2 separate regions of the Rattus norvegicus genome follow, and region 2 is linked to region 1. A link is a contact called in public Hi-C data. All regions are on one chromosome and are shown on one strand. The core of a region is the stretch at or near the end of the contact, and the rest is flanking DNA. Distances in the headings are between cores, read along the strand shown.

Region 1 (3,113 bases), core at 260-2,759:
AAAGAGCACACAATAGATTCTATGGCTCTGTTACATATTAAAACAATCTAACTGTACTTAACTATGTCAATTTTTAACAGATAATTAGGGTTGGAATTAATGCAAAAATCGGTTAAATCTGGTGCCTTCCTTGCTAATTGTTAACCAGCCTCAATCGCACATTAACATAATCTGGAGTTTTCTGTCCAACTGTTTTTATCTCAGTTGCCCTAACTAAATTCAAGATCATGTTACGTGACTCTGACAGCATGGTTACTTTGTGGCTTTGTTCCGTTTTGGTTTGGTTTGTTCGGGGAGGGGGGCATCTTATAAACATAGCTTGTAATCAAAATCCTTGTTCTTTGTTTTCTCCTTGGGTCAGTAGCTTCTTATCTTGCTTGTCTGATGTCCAGAGTAGGGAAGATGATTTCTATATGTCTAGCTTTGTCTTGTCCTCACTGTCTATAGGCAAAGGAAACGAAGGCTGTGTTGGCCCCAAGCCACCATGCCAAGCTTTTAATGACTCTCGACTCACAGCCGCTGACAGTTGATACGGCCTGTATTGACATTAAGCTCCTATCTTGTAACAGAACCCATATTCCTTTTCCAGGAATAAGTCCCAGCTTATCAGAACACATTTTTTAAAAACCTCTTTCATAATACACAACACCGTTTGAGAGAGTGGCGAGAAATGGCTTTGTGCTCCAGGACAGATGCCTCAAGCCAGAAGAGCAACGCCTTCTCACCAGACCCCCGTTGACTCTCTCCATTCTTCCTCACAGAGGCTTTTCTGTAAGCCAGATGTCAACAAACACGCCAGACTCTTTAAACTTCAATCTGTTTGGCATTTCAGAAACGCTGAGAGTTAAGCACTTCCCCCCCCCCCCCAGGAAACCTACTTTCTGATTCCCGGAGGGGGGGGGCGGCAGGGGGGGGTGGCGGGGGGGGGGGCGGACAGAAGGATGAGGGGGCCCTTAGCCTCAGTGGGATACCTGTTGGAAGCAGACATCCCACAAGTCACTTCACAGCGTTCAGACCCCAACTGGTTCCTAGCTTTATGCAGGGAGACTGATGTATAGAGTCCCATAAAAATTAAAACCCTGGGAAAAGCACAGGCCCCGGAGTCAGAACGGAGCAATTGAATGATGGTCTCTTCTGGAAGTCAGAGTGGGCCCTTTTTCTCACCCTGCTCCTGGGGATGGAAGTGAAGTCTAACCTTACAATGGTGACTAATTCCCCATCTGAGGGCCTCGAGCTTTTTGCAGAGCAAATTACAGGCGTGGTAAATGAAGGGTCTCTGGAGGTGAGAGCTGACAGAAGAGGAAGGAAAGATGGGAAAAGTAAAAAATCAAATCCCTAAGTGTTAGTGGATTGCCAAACAGAAGGGGCTTTCTGAGGCTGAGGTAGGCAACCCACCCCTAGGCTTCCTTCAGAAGCTTTTTTTTTTCCTTTCTCCCTGACTCATCGGGTTTCTTCAGGAACGCCTGGTGAGAAAGGGATTATGTAGCAGGCGAGGGAGCCAGCCTTTTTTGGCAGCAGAGACACACTTTGGTTTCAGATGCTGAAGATCTTTGAGAACAGACTCAATGTGCTGGCGTTCCAGGCTGGAGTCCAGCAGCAGTTCGACCGCAGACGAAGTGCATCAGATGGTTGGGGCTGTCAGCCAAAGAGACTCGAGGACTTTCCTGGGGTTACACCTCTCCAGAAGTTTGAAGATGCGGGGACAGGTTTGCCTTCTGAAACGTGCGAATGTCACCAGCTGGGAGTGGCAGATGCCAAGAGCCAGTCTGAAAACAGCTCTCCATCTGGCAATGGGCTAGGCTTCCTGGGACACAGATTAGAATGCTTTGTAACCAAGAGGCGGAAGCACGAGTTTAGATTCACACACATTGTTCCGGTCTTTGGGTCATTTCCTGCCTTTAGAATTCATTTCCTTTCCAGGTCCCACAAAAGCTCCATGAAGGGCAAGAAAGAAGTTGCGGGGGAGGGTTTGCCATTGCTTGGGTCCAAGCAGGGGCAGTTAGTTCTGCCTCTCTGCCCAAGGTCTGCATCTTTCTATGCCCCTCCTGTCTGCTCGCCCTGAGCCAGAACGGGGAAGCCTTAAGGAAAGGAACATAAATTAGAGAAGGGATCATTCGCTAGCGAGTCCGATGAACCCACTTGTTCCTAGAAAACAGACAGGGAAATGGGAAAAAAAATCTACAAGATTTTATCGAGGAGTGCCCTTCACCCGCACTCCCTTCAAGGACACAGCTCCCCCGAACAGACACACACACACACACACACACACACACACACACACACACACACACAGGGATTTAAAGCAACTGCCACAGCCTGGTTCCTGACCTTCCTGAGTTACCAGCACGCCAGCCAGGTACACCTGGACGGTGAAGTTTGCTACACAATGACTTGCTGTGTTCTCTTTCACTCGTTTTTGTTTCACATTTTGTTCCAACAAGGATATAAGGCAGCAATAATAGCTTTCCTGGCCGCTTTTTCAGGCTTGTTTTGAGCACTTTGAAATTGACACGAATCCTGGAAAAATGTTTCTGCAGATCCCAGCATGCCCCGAGCACACACTGCCAATCTACTGTGCACAGCTCACCTTCGCCCCCACCACGCCCACTTATATAACACGCCGCAGGGTGGACCTTCTGGCCTTGGGGACTACAGGGACCAGACAAACTCAAGGCAGATCTGTGGATCCTTTCATTTCTCCGAAAAGTTTTGGCTCTGGGGCAGTGGTTCTTGACCTTCTTAATGCTACCACCCTTTAACACAGTAAGTCATGTGGTTTTGGGGGTCGTCACCCACAGGTTGAGAACCTCTGCTAGAAATAGTGAGCCTCACAAAATCTAAGTCATGTAGTTCTGGTCAGGATGTTCCTATGTGTTCAAACCCTATGTCTGTCTAGGCTGTAAGCTCTATACATCACATGCTATTATTTTTGCTACATCCACCCATTTGAACACAGCAGCTTAGGAGCAAGCCCCTTACAGAGACAGGGTAGTACAATTTGGCAAACAGATTTATCGTGATATTGTGGATCCCCACAGACAAAAATCTGTTACTTCCCCATAATTTAAACAGTTTGTTCTCAGGGCCACCATTGCCACCACCAGGAAGGGCTG
Region 2 (3,079 bases), core at 523-3,022, 79 kb after region 1:
GCAGAAAGCAAGCAGAGCTGGTGTGGATTTGGGAGACTTAACATCTCCTTATCTGAATCCAGGACTAATTATCTGCCTGTTTAGCCTAAAGAAGACAAACAGTTCTCCCTCCACCCACAGCACAGGCAGAAGGCAGGCCTGCTCCTCAGCCTCTGCTAGTGCCTTCAACCAGGAGAAAGAAGCTGGGAAAACCACGTATGGTCCCCAGTAGCTCAGATACCATGGCCTTAAGGTTTCTCCTGAATTAATCCTGTGACATGCACTCCTGGGGCATCAATGTAAGCAACACTGTCACAATCTGATGCTTTAGGATACTTAAACACTGTACAATTGGAAGGCAGTTTATGTGGTACAGAGAGGGGCCTTTCCCAACAGCTTTTAGTCAATTACTCCAGTAAACACACACGTCCTGACTCTGCAGTCAAGGTTGCTGCTGCCCTTACAGAGATGCCCCAGCTCGGCCTCCCAAGTGCTTGGATGGCAGGCATATGCCACCACATTTGGTGTGGAGTAAACAATTTGCAAATTTAGTCAATAGGTAATTTTACCGTAAGTAACATGATAGAAAAGTTTAAAAAAAAATATGAGGTCGCTAACTTCTTTTCTTTTCTTTTCTTTTTTTTCGGAGCTGGGGATTGAACCTAGGGCCTTGCGTTTGCTAGGCAAGTGCTCTACCGCTGAGCTAAATCCCCAACCCCTTGAGGTCGTTAACTTTAAGTAGTTCGTCCAACTATTCCTTAACAGGTGTGATGAGACCTAGTTTTTGAGAAGGAATTAGGCAGAAAGGCACATTAGTCCTTAGGTGTGGTTCCTAAAGAGATCAGAAGAGCATTTTTGAAGCAAAAAAATCCAACGGACCGCCGGAGTGGTCCTCGGTGACTTGGCTACAGTTTTTGGAAATGCGTAGTAGTTAAGTTTACTTAGAACCCAACATGACCCTTCCATTACCTACATCCTTTCTAAGATAACTTTTAGCAGTCTGGACGTGATGCTGGCTATCTGGATCTTATGCTGGGTGGAGCGCTGGGCAGGTAAGGTCGCAGCTACGTAGCCTCGGGATGGTCACGTGTTTGCATTTCAGGTGTGGGAATAGATCCTGTCCAGGCCACACCCTCTACAACCTCCCCAGTCTCAGGGTTGTCAGCTTGCTTAGTCCCCGCCCCCGGCTTTGACAACCCAGCCTTCTCCCTGGACAGAGGTCAATCACGGCTTTGGTTTTGCACTGCTTTCCGCCCACGCCCTCCATGAACTCCCCTCGCACCCTCATCTTCACCCCCGTTCTCTATGCACCCCAGTCAAGAACCCAAGTGTCACTGCCCTCCAGGGTCTTGCTCACCTTCCTGATGGGGACCTCCTCCCCCTAAACTTTGGAAAAAGGGTCGTGGCTCTCGTTGTAGCCCGCGTGTGACTACTCCTAAAAAGTTGGGGAATACCATCTTGTGCATTCCAACTACTACCTGTTCAGGCGCAGGGACCACAAGAAGCAAGGAGTCCAACTTTGTTACTGGGAGTCTGGCGCGTCCAGCGCGTACGGACAGATTCGCAAGCCGGGAGCGCGCAGGGCTCGCCGGGAGCGCGCGGCCTCGGGGATGGCGGCTGCGCAGTGTCGCGCGGGCCGGGAACGGGAGGGCGGGCGGAGCGGCGGGCGGAAGCCATGTTGGAGCTGCACCCTGAGCGAGGGGCTGCGGGCGCGCTCCTCTCCTGGTGGGTGTGACCCGGCTCCGCGCGGCGGCGGGGGGCGGGGACGCCGGGCGGCTCGTCGTGGTCGGCGGCGGCCGCGGCGTGCAGCCGGGCGATTGTGACCGGCGGCGGAGCCGGGCCGGCCGCGGGCGCTCCCTCCGTGCGGCCCCCCTGAGCGCCCCCCCTCCCCGGGCCGGGAGGGAGGCGGGGGGCACCCGGGGCCCGCCATGAACCCGGGCTTCGACCTGTCCCGCCGGAACCCGCAGGAGGACTTCGAGCTGATCCAACGCATAGGCAGCGGCACCTACGGCGACGTCTACAAGGTGAGGGCAGGGGCCGCCGAGCCCGGGCCTGCGCCGCCCGGACGGAACAAAGAGGCAGGCGTGGGACCGCAGCCCTCAGCGTCCTCACCGGAGCGGTGTCCGGGACGCGCGGTCTCTGACCCCAGCCTCTACTGCGCCCAGTCCCGGGAAGGGCTGCCTCTGGAGCCGCGGCGCTCCTGGGAGTGCGGAGCGGGGCTGGGTGCTTGTTGCCTGGGCAGGGTCTGTGTGACGAACCGAGGTGCTGGGGCTTGGCGTTTGACAAACCTACGTGCCCCTCCGGGACCTGGGATCATTGGCCGGTGGCTGGGAGCTGCTGTCCGTCTGGGCCTGCTGGATCTGCCCTAACGCTGGGCAGCCTCCACCTACAGTCTTAGCCTTTAGCCTCTTAACATCTGCTTGTCAGTTTCTTGTGATTTTCCAAGTAGTCTTGTTTTGTAGAGAGAGAGATGTTTTTGGAGGTAGGAAAGCAACTTCGTTTTTCTATTTCTCCAAGAAGAATTGGGTAGTGGTGTTTGGTTTTGTCAGTGTCACATAGGGATCAACATAGGAATCAGTTGTTTCTTTCCTTTTTTTTTTTTTTTTTTTTTTTTTTTTTTTTTTGTGAATCGAGGATCTAGGAAGGGTATTGGTTTGACAGGGTTAGAATTCAAAGCTGTTTAGCAGTCCAGCGTTTCTGTTGCAAAGGGACCACTTCTAAATGTGGGAGGATAAATCATTCCTCTCAGGCCAGCTCAACTCTTGGCCTCACGAAGTCTGCCAAGAAGGGAGGTGGATGGTGCCAAAGGTGGCAGCAGTCTTGATTTAGTTGCCTATCTACTTACTTGGTAACTAAAGTTTTCCAGAACACCTGAGGATGCCTAGAGAAACTTAGTATTATGTTGGAAAGTTTAGTTTTCCCTTTGTTTTTTGTCCATGCTAAAGCAATGAGTTTTTATTCTTGCCCCAGTGGAATGTGTAAGGTAAGGTAGCCAGTAACTCAGGTCCCTCACATAGCACACCACTTTCCTCTGTTGACAAAGGTGGGTTGAGCAAAACTACAGTGTATAACTTAGCAGCCACGTATTGGCATACTAAAG

What was found. A called contact is a pair of places that touch in the nucleus more often than the background predicts.
Region 2: a contact with region 1 is called in a Hi-C map of mammary epithelial cells, with 5 times the contacts expected there. The contact joins the promoter of Map4k3 here to the enhancer-like site in region 1. A contact is called at or near these places in 3 of 12 Hi-C or Micro-C datasets (kidney, liver and mammary epithelial cells).

What each region holds. Positions count from the first base shown.
Region 1 is chr6:19,948,757-19,951,869 of GRCr8, forward strand. The region is part of intron 2 of LOC102551891 (a long non-coding RNA gene); the gene reads left to right. Among named protein-coding and RNA genes, the nearest start is that of Map4k3, 79 kb to the right of the region's middle. Within about 2 kb of position 1,510, at least 48 of the 93 cell types and tissues checked have an H3K27ac peak or open chromatin away from gene starts, as enhancers often do. A contact at or near this core is called in liver, where this site is marked.
Region 2 is chr6:20,027,625-20,030,703 of GRCr8, forward strand. Map4k3 (mitogen-activated protein kinase kinase kinase kinase 3) reads left to right here and starts at 1,773. Exons shown (of 33, transcript NM_133407.1): 1 at 1,773-2,003. The coding sequence starts at 1,908.